Regions from separate parts of the Gossypium hirsutum genome. Here region 1 is linked to region 2. Evidence: chromatin contacts called from public Hi-C data. All regions are on one chromosome and are shown on one strand. The core of a region is the stretch at or near the end of the contact, and the rest is flanking DNA. Distances in the headings are between cores, read along the strand shown.

Region 1 (4,843 bases), core at 863-3,362, 860 kb before region 2:
GTAACATACTTATGCATAAATTATAGATTTAGTCAGTGTTTTTCAATTCAATCATTTTTAATTTCTATACTTTTTTAAATTTTAAAATGGTAGCCATTAAATTCATCAATTAAAATGATGAGACTTTTTTTTTATGACTATTATGTGAAATTAATAGATTGACAGTATATTATACATGATAATATGCCTGTCACATCAACCTTTGGAAACAAACGAATTTAATTTAATAAAATTAACATCTAAATTTTAATTTAACTAATTTTTTAATATGATCACGATTTATAAAGATGATCCTCTAATAATAATATCTTTTTTAAGGTTGGAACCTAAATTTTCTCATGTATTATACCTAAGATTCATTGGTAAATTTTAATTTTAGAAGGATGTAGAAGCTTGCGCCCTAAAATGGCAGGGGTAGTTGAAGATATAGATGGAGTGATTTGGAGTTTGGGTATTGTGAAAAGGTGGGCTTCAATTTTTATAGCAGAACTAAGATGTGGCCACTGTTTATTTGTTGAAGGAACCAAGTGACAATGTCAAATGTCAACTTCAATGGTAGCCTTGCTTTTTTAGTCGGTTGGAAAATGGTTTGTCATTTAATGTGGTTTTAATGTATATATCAAAAAATAAAATAAAAAAAACTTACGTGCACGAGTAAATGTAAATCTTATTTTTTTGATTAATGGGTTTATATAGAAATGTCAATGGGACGGGACGGGGTTTACAGAGTCTCATCCCACTTTGCACTCAATTTAGTGAATAAGGGAACAAAAATTAGACTTGCCTCATCCTGATTATTTAAAATATAAATATTTATAAAAATTTAATTTAATAATTATCTTAATAGTATTTTATTTAGTTATCAGTATTTAATTTTTGCACTTGTGTTACATTTGTCACATATGTGGTGGAAGTTGAAGGACAAGTATTTTATACTTTTTCATAAAAAAAATTAATTTATATTTATTTAATTAATACTTATAAATATATTATATGAAATGGGTCGCGAGACAGGTATAGCGGAAATTAGGTGGGTTTGAAGACCCACATGGGTGGTGGGACAGGGATGGTTTTGGGTTTTGTACCCACAACAGGTCGCAGGGTGGGGATAGGAATGAAAATTCTTGGCGGGGTTGGGTGCGGAGAGAGCACCCCTTTACATGCCCCGCCCAATTGACATCCCTAGGTTCTTATAATCATTTATTTAAGTTTTACCTAAATGTCCACAATAAACTTCCCTTAAATATGATAAATAATGTTTTAATAACTACTTTAGTATTACTTTTAAAAAGTATGGTAAAAAAATATATTTTTTAAATTTAAGTATTTAATATTACAGTATTAAAATATTTTTTGAGAAAATAAAATATAATTTCAAACATTATGTAAAAAGAACATGCATTTTAATTAAATTTAATAAATTTAAAATTTTAATGAATATAATTTATTTACGGTTACTTTAGATGGATTGTGTGTTTAGTTGCAGTTAGTGTAAAAACAAATATTTTTAAAATTTTAATTTAAAATTTAAAATTTAATATTGTCGTAAAAAATAATTTTTGAGAAAATAAAATATAATTTTAAACATTATGTAAAAAAATATGCATTTTAATTAAATTTAATAAATTTAAAATTTTAATAAATATAATTGATTTAGGGTTACTTTAGATGGACGGTGCGTTTACTTACAGTTAGTGTAAAAACAACAGTAGCAATGAGATTATATACTGTAACGTGAGAAAAAAAATTAAACGCACCGTAATAAAGGTAAATGCCCATGGGGCTTTAATGTTTTTATATTCTTATCACTTGGTTGAATTTCAATGGAAATAGAATCTCATGTGATGGCTTGATGGTCAAGGGTGCTCACTGCCCAAAGTGTGGTTTAGGTTCGAGTTGCGTTAATTGTTCGGGCTTTACCTATTGTTGTAATTCAAAAAAAAAATCAATCAAAATAAATATAATTATTGAGCTGAAATTATGGAAGTTAAGCAAGGTTCTTAGGTGAAGTTGAAGGATAATCAAAACTCTTTGTTGGACCCAAAGGCCTCAACCATTTTGGCCCAAGCAGCAGGGCTACCACTACATCATTGGAGTTTAAATTCACTTAGCCCAATAATATGGTATGCTCCGTCGCGGCTGAACTCCACCACTCCGTACGTCCGTGTCGCCGCAATTTCAAGCTCAGTTTCGACCCCTATCACCGGCATCATCATCATCTTCCCCCTTTTGTCGGAACCACAAAAATCCTACTAATTCATCCAACATCAACATCAACCTCGTGAACCAATGGTAAAAACTAGACAACAAAAATCCAAACCCAAACCCAAGAAACAACAACAACAACATCCCCAAGTAAGTTTTAGTTTTTCCTTTCCCTGTTTCTTTACGTCATATTCGATCTCCTTTTCTTTTTTCAGTTTTGGCTATACTGTAGTCGTCTATCTACGAACTTCTAAACTTTTTTATGATCAGGATAATGATTTCAATGGATAAATTGTGAGATATTTGATGAGCAATGCTCTGAACTTTTGCTTTTCGATGAATATTAATGTCTAATAATAGAAGGGGCCTCACAAAACAATCTCTTTTGCTGAATCAACATATTACACAACTTTTTTGTGCTTTAAAATAGGTTTGGGTTTTGCAATTTGTGAATGCCACTGATAGAAAAGCATCCAAATAACTGGATGATCGCTCAATTTAATGCTTTCCATGGTTGAGCATTTCTTCATCCTGCTAAATTACCCAACAAAAATCTGTTTGGTGGATAGGTAAAGAAGCAGGGAAAGCAGGCAGATATTTCGCTCGATGCTTTGGGCCTAAAGATCATCAAAGTGACTGCAGATGGTAATTGTTTTTTCAGGTTTGTATCTTTTTAGTTCCATTTTTTGTCCCCTTGTTCTTTTTCTGAATGTTTTCACAATGTATTTTGTAGCATTCATGTCATCTGCATTCGTTATACCTGATTTCAGTACTTCATTGTCATACTTGAGGTGCGTATTATCTTTGATTTTGGTGAAGTTGCTCACTCTTTTCAGTTAGCAGGGCTCTTGCTGATCAGTTGGAAGGTAACGAGGAAGAACATGGAAAATATCGCAGCATGGTGGTGCAATATATAGTGGTAAATGATAATTATAAAGGCATTGTTATTGTTTTTGTTATAGTTCTGTAAGAACCTCCGAATCTGTTTTCAGATGTTTACATTGGACGATAGAAATAATATTGTAAGTACTGTTTAATTGCATTAGTTCATGTAGTAGTGTACTATAGATATGTTATTGTCAATGATTAGAATGGGTAATTAGAAAACTGAAGGATAAGGATATGAACTTAGAATTTTCATTACATTTGGCTACTACTTGTTAATTACATTTTCATTGTTGAATAAGACATTTATTTTAGCACTTAACTCCAGTGAGTAGATGCAAATCCCCCATATCTGAAACAATCTAAATGTACAAACAAATGATGAGCAGTGCTTATTTGGTTCTGTGTAGCATGATATGCCCTATTTTAACTGATTTTTTTTTTCCAAAGAACTGTATGTTAACAGTGAATTAGAAGATCGCTAATTTCTCTTTACTTAGATGATATTTAACATATTTTTTGCCTGCTTGGATAGTTGGATGATTTATGATATGTTCCTCGTTTTGGCTCATTCCCCTCCATGCCTCTCCCATCTTTTCTTCTTACCGAAGATTCAACTTGTAGGAAATTCTCACTTTTACCTGATAACAGATGAACCGTGAAATGTTTGAACCCTTTATCGAGGATGATGTCCCATTTGATGAATACTGTCAATCCATGGAAAAGGATGGCACATGGGCTGGACATATGGAACTGCAGGCAGCTTCTCTTGTTACTCGCAGAAATATATGCATACATCGGGTAAGATCTTATCTTTTCCTCTCTTCTATGGTTAACCTTCAGCATCATGGAAGTCATTCCTCACGCTTTGCATGGTGTATAGAACATGTCACCTCGCTGGTACATAAAGAATTTTGAAGATAGAGCAGCTCGCATGGTCCATTTGTAAGTGTTGTAGTATTCCTTTGTTGTTAGCAGTCTTCATTTTGCTTTCACACTCCTCGATTATAGTCTATAGTTTCAATTCTGCTTTATGAAGTACAATTTTTTTCAGATCATATCATGACGAAGAACACTACAACAGTGTAAGATTGAAAGAAGACCCCTGTAATGGGCCAGCAATGCCAATTATAATTAAGGTTTGAGTCTATTTTTCACTGTGATGATCCTTGTATTTTATTCTGCTTTTTAGTTTGGATGTCTTAATTGGTAACGATAGTCTACTAACTTCTAGATTCTCAAAAGGCAGATGCTGATATCTCAGCGTCATCTAATCAAGCAAAAGCTGCAGTTAGTAAGATGAAGGGGGCAGCTGGTAAGGACTGTATCAATACAGGATCAATGAAATTAGTAATGGCTGGAAGTGGTTGTGAAAGTGCGGAAAAAGTTGAACAGGTGATGCATTTAGCATGATTTTTTTTTATCTGGTGTATTTTATCCCTGCATGGCTGTGACATTTCTAAGCGGCCTTGAGTCCCATGTTTTGCATGCTTGGAATACTTTCTCCTCCTTTATGTTTACATTGCTTAGTTATCCTTCTTCAGGTTTTGTTACAAGTAGATGGTGACGTTGATGCTGCTATGGAGTTTCTGATAGCAGAACAAGGGGCTGAAGAATGTACAGCTGCAAATAATTCACTTACTTGTCATGCAAATGGTTCTTATGGTAATGGCCGGTCAGTATGTAGGCAAATTCTAGTTATTTCGTTAGGGTTCCCCCTACATTTCTTTTCAATTTTCTTCTTTATGATGAA
Region 2 (5,264 bases), core at 263-2,762:
CATGAGCTATATATGATCGTTTCAGTTTTGTTACTTTTACAATGTTTAACCCGCACAAACGATCTTGAGATTCATTAGCATTGGTATTAGTAAAATAAATTGTGATTTTATTATATAATCGAAAAATAAAAGACAGAAAATGGGTAAATGAAGGGATAAAAACAAGAATAGTGGAAATTACAAAGGAAAAAAAACTAGAGTTTCCGCCTCTCAGTACACCAACCAAAGAATTACAACGCAGAATGTGGAATGTGATCAAAACAAATCTAGAAGCTCAAAGCAATGGCTGCCCATCCCAACGCCAACCCTCCAATTATCTTCTTCATGTTCTTCATTGCCTCTGCTCCACTCTGCATTTGTTTACAATAACTCTTTAAATGTTACATGAAAAAAAGATCCGTTGGTCGGTCCTTTTTCAGAAAAGTAAATGAACTAGCTCAACGGTGCATCCTTTAGACGCGATTAAAAGAAAAACAAGATCTCTCTACATTTATGCAGTGTAAAAGTTCGGATCTGAAAGCGCATTGTTATATGATGTAAGCTACTGAAGCGTTAGTAAAGAAAAAGAATGTACCTCATCGGCAGCGACAGATGGACCGGGAGAGGAAGCATCGAGGCTAGGTCCAGGAGCTCCAGTTGGTGGAGCGGGAGGTCCAAGCATATCAGGTGAAGGAGTCGGAGCATGGTGTTTCTTGGATTTCTTGCTTTTGCTCTTGCTCTTGCTTGGAGCTGGGGCCGGAACCTCAGCAGTAGTTGGTGCAGCAACAGGAGCCGGAGGAGAGGCCGAGCTCTCTGGTGGAGTCGTCGGTGCAGCAACGGGAGGCGATTTGGCTGGAGGAGAGCTCACAGGTACTGGAGCAGGTGGAGAACTCACCGGAGCAGCAGCCGGAGGAGAAGAAGCCGTAGCAGATTTAGATGGGGCTGGAACCGCCGCAGACTTCTCCGGAGCCGCAGCCGGTGGTGAAGAAGTTGGTGGGGAAGTGGTAGGGGCAGCAGTTGGAGCCGGTGATTTAGGTTTGCTAACAGGGGCAGTAGCGGGAGCAGTAGCAGGAGTAGCCGCGGCCGGCGGAGCTTTAGTAGGTGAGGCTGCCGGAGATTGACCACCGACAGCGGTTACCACAAAGCAAATCAAAGCAACTGCAAATGCACTTCTACGATCCATTTCTTGAAGACAGAGGGAGAGTGAAGTAGTAACAGAAACTAATGACAACGAGACGACAGACTCTCAATAAATATATAAATAAATGAGGGAGAGAATCAGAAAAAATGATGATTATAAAAAGAAAAGAAGAAAAAGTTAGGAACGTGTTTGGATCAGAAATAGCCGTTGGATGAGAAGCTATTTCGGGGCCCACCGTCATCAAATTGTAATGTGGCGATCAAGACTCGACAGTCTGGATTGGGGGCCCACATACATGAACCATGTAATTTGTTGTTACATTACCTGAGTAGGGTAAACTACACCCAAGGTCACTGAAGTATTAATAAATTTACATTTAAGTCGTTCAACTTCAAAAAGTTAGAAAATAGTCACTAAATCATTCGAAGGATTTTATTTAATTCATTGGGCTATTAAATCGCTGTTGGATAACTTTCTTTATACACACGGTCTGCACCAATCATAAAATCTCATTCTTCTTCTCTTCAACAATTTAATTATTTTCGTGGAGCAATTTTAAATGTTATGAATTTACGAATCAAAATTCAAATAGTTTTCTTTTTCGATCTCTTACAAGGTATGTTCTACTCTTCATAGGTACTAATCCATTGTATCAATCGTCATAAAAAAATACTTAACAACTCAATGACTTAAATAAATACTTTTGAATAATTCAGTGACCATGTTGTAATTTTTTAAAGTTAAGTGACCAAAATATGAATTTACTAATAATTTAGTGACCTTAGGTGTAGTTTACCCTACTAATTAATATTATAATAAATGTTTAATTCTATCCCCAACCCCTATACTCTTTGGGGTTTTAAAATTTAGCCTTCCTACTTTTGATTTTAAAAATTTAGTTTCTCTTCATTTTTATTTAAAAGTCCAATTCATGAAAACTTGGTTAAATTTTAATATTCGAAGCTTTGATCTAAAAATAATAATATAATATATTTAAATTGAATGGAAATGTTATTAATTAAATTTTAATTTTTAAATCAAGCAGGAGAGATAGGGAATTAAAAGGTGATAGATTAAAATTTAAAAGCTGAAAGAGTAAAGGGGTTGAAAAAAATTAAACCTACAATAACTAATTGAATGATACAATTGTTATGAAGTAGTGAGACAGCTGGACGTAGGGAGAGTGGGCTATGGCTGCGCAAAGAGACAAACCAATAGGAGGTGGCCGCGTGACCGGGTAAAGCAGTTACGGGTGATATTTTGAGATGGGTCACCGACTCACCGGCAAGAAACTGTGTCTCTGCAAGCAAAACTTGTCTGGAATAACGTGACGTGTATTATACTTAAACACTCTAACCTTCTCTCTTTTCGTTAAAAATTGTCAAGTGGCTAAGGCTTTTTTTTATCATCTATATATTAGAGTTTTAAAAAAAGTTTTGCAAAATAGTTGAGTTGTGTAATTATTTCACCTCCACCCTTTGGCCTCTCTCGGTACATTATTATGTAAAAGTGAGTATTCCACTGACTCTATTAAAAATTTTTGAGTTAATTGAGTTAACGAGTTTTATTTTATCATTTTAACTCGATTTAAATTTTTTCAAATTGAATTGAGTAAAATAAAATTCGAGTCAATTCGAATGAAATTGTTCGAGTTAAATTAAAAAATTAAACATGTTAAATTAAAATATTGTTATACTATAACTAATTCCATGTTATAATACTTAAATTTGAAACCATATATATTTGAAAACTTTTTCAAAGCAGAATAAAAAAATTACTTTAGTATGATAAACTTGAATCATTAATTAACTTATTTAGGTCCCAAAATTATTATTCTAGAAAAATTTTAATATTTTAACTTTCTTTATATTTTTTCAGATTTTTTTTTGAAATTTTTATAATTTTTAAAAAGTATAAATTTGGAATTTTTATAAATATTTTGAAATTTTAAAATTATTTTGTAATTTTTATTGAGAGAGAGGTCAATTTGTTCATTTTCAAACTTGGCAGAGACCAAAAAGGTATTTATACCAATATGTTATTCGAATTATTCGAGTTATTTTAATTGTAAAATTCAACTCGATTCGAACTCGAAACTCGAATTACTTACTCGAGTTGACTTGAATAATTCAAATAACTCGATTCAATTAACTCAAAATTTAATTTTTTTGGATCAAATTGAATTTTGCTCACTCCTATTATTTTGCACAGCATCACAATATAGATTTTTCGGTTTTAAAATATCGCCGATCTATATTCTTCTTCAATGCTATAAAGCTCGACCCTTCCACAATCATTATCTATACATCATCATCATACATTGTATGAATCGTAGAATATATTATTGGATTGTCATATATAATAAATTTATATCTATTCATCATCATCATACATTATACAAAAATATATAATATGTCAATTTACTACATTCATGATATGGATTGAAAGATAAAAATTACACAAATAAAAATTATATTTACTAAAAATAATGATATTTTCAATAATTATTTGATTTTATAAATAAAAGAGTTATTAATTAAAAAGATAAATAAAAAATAAAAAAACTTGAAAACAATATATTTATTAATTATAAATATTAATTAAAAATAATAAAAAAGTTGAAATAAAAAATACATATTAAAATTCTTATAAAAGGAATCAAACTTAGGACTGAAAGAAGAAATTACAATTATCTAACCATCTAACCAAAAGAGCTAATGTGTCAAAAATATTAATTAAAAAAAACTTAAAATAACATGAAATAAAAATTACAAAAATGAATAGGAGAGGAATTGAACCTAAGACTTAAGACTAAAAACACTAACGCTTAACCATTTGATCAAAAGAGCTAAATTGTCAATTTGTGAAAACATGACACATGTTCAGCTGACGTAGCTAAAAATACGCCCTATAAGACGCATTTTCAATGACATAGACAGTGAAAATGCACCATGTAAGACGTGCTTTCCTTTCTCTCTTCAAAACAACATTGATAAATTAAAAAAAAAAACATAGATCATTAAATGTAGATTTTTTTTCAGCATAAATGGATAAATCAACCTGGTATATATTAAATTAATTATATTATCTTAATTATTTATTTCACTGAGTCTTATTAATGAATGCCAAATATTATATATTATTAATTAATATTTGCCTTCTTTTTCGAGCAAATAAGAAAGCTTCATAGTGGCCATTTACACGCACACACGCATATATATATCATAGCGTATTATGAATACTTTTCTACTTTACCATCTCCATATTCCAAGTGAAGGGAATTTGCATGCTTTTGGCTTTGGGTTGATGGGAAAACGACAAAAACACCAATATTAACCAATAAAATTAAAAGCTTTAGAATTAAGGACGAATCACGCTTGAAAGTAGGCATTGGGTCTAATACAGTTTGTATACATTTGATGCTTCAAATAATGCATTTTGAAGGTTTGCTGCTTGGGCTTACATTTTACAGGGTTTTGTTGTAGAGAAAAAGAGAATTTTTAATTTGTAGAGTCCTCTTGTGAAGTGCTTCTTCTGATACGTGGCAATTGTGAATGTAAGAAGTTTCATACATGTAAGTCTGTCTGGTGTTTGCAGCCGGGGGAGAAGACGATAGGAACCAATGAATAACGTCTCTCCTGGTTTATGCCCCCATGCCTAATTACTTTTTACTCAAAACTGTTCTTTCAGATTAAACTAAATATTCAGATTGATTTGTAAGATATGCATTTGCTGCCATTTTAAGCTTTCCTGTACTTTCATTGGAACATTGTCTAACCAATTTCCCTGTAATGGTTCATGAGCTATATGATCGTTTCAGTTTTGTTACTTTTACAATGTTTAACCTGCACAAATGATCTTGAGATTTCATTAGCATTGGTATTAGTAAAATAAATTGTGATTTTATTAAAATATAATAGAGAAATAAAAGACAGAAAATGGGTAAATGAAGGGGAAAAAAAAAAGAATGGTGGAAATTACATAGGAAAAAAAAACTAGAGTTTCCGCCTCTCAGTACACCAACCAAAGAATTAGAACGCAGAATGTGGAATGTGATCAAAACCAATCTAGAAGCTCAAAGCAATGGCTGCCCATCCCAACGCCAACCCTCCAATTATCTTCTTCATGTTCTTCATTGCCGCTG

Evidence for each region. Hi-C and Micro-C count contacts between places; a contact is called where the count stands out from the background.
Region 1: a contact with region 2 is called in a Hi-C map of leaf, with 3 times the contacts expected there. The contact joins the promoter of LOC107945401 here to the promoter of LOC107941225 in region 2. A contact is called at or near these places in 3 of 34 Hi-C or Micro-C datasets (all in leaf).

Annotation. Positions count from the first base shown.
Region 1 is chrD12:30,698,152-30,702,994 of Gossypium_hirsutum_v2.1, reverse strand. It overlaps LOC107945401 (OVARIAN TUMOR DOMAIN-containing deubiquitinating enzyme 7), which reads left to right and starts at 2,112. Exons shown (of 11, transcript XM_041107911.1): 1 at 2,112-2,355; 2 at 2,775-2,866; 3 at 3,042-3,124; 4 at 3,742-3,891; 5 at 3,974-4,035; 6 at 4,145-4,229; 7 at 4,336-4,485; 8 at 4,635-4,755. The coding sequence starts at 2,848.
Region 2 is chrD12:29,840,054-29,845,317 of Gossypium_hirsutum_v2.1, reverse strand. LOC107941225 (lysine-rich arabinogalactan protein 18) reads right to left here and starts at 1,512. Exons shown (of 2, transcript XM_016874782.2): 1 at 575-1,512; 2 at 87-350. The coding sequence starts at 1,162. The coding sequence ends at 267. It overlaps LOC121224092 (lysine-rich arabinogalactan protein 18), which reads right to left. Exons shown (of 2, transcript XM_041106618.1): 2 at 5,003-5,264. The coding sequence ends at 5,188. LOC107945352 (U-box domain-containing protein 4) reads left to right here. Exons shown (of 6, transcript XM_016879318.2): 6 at 1-33.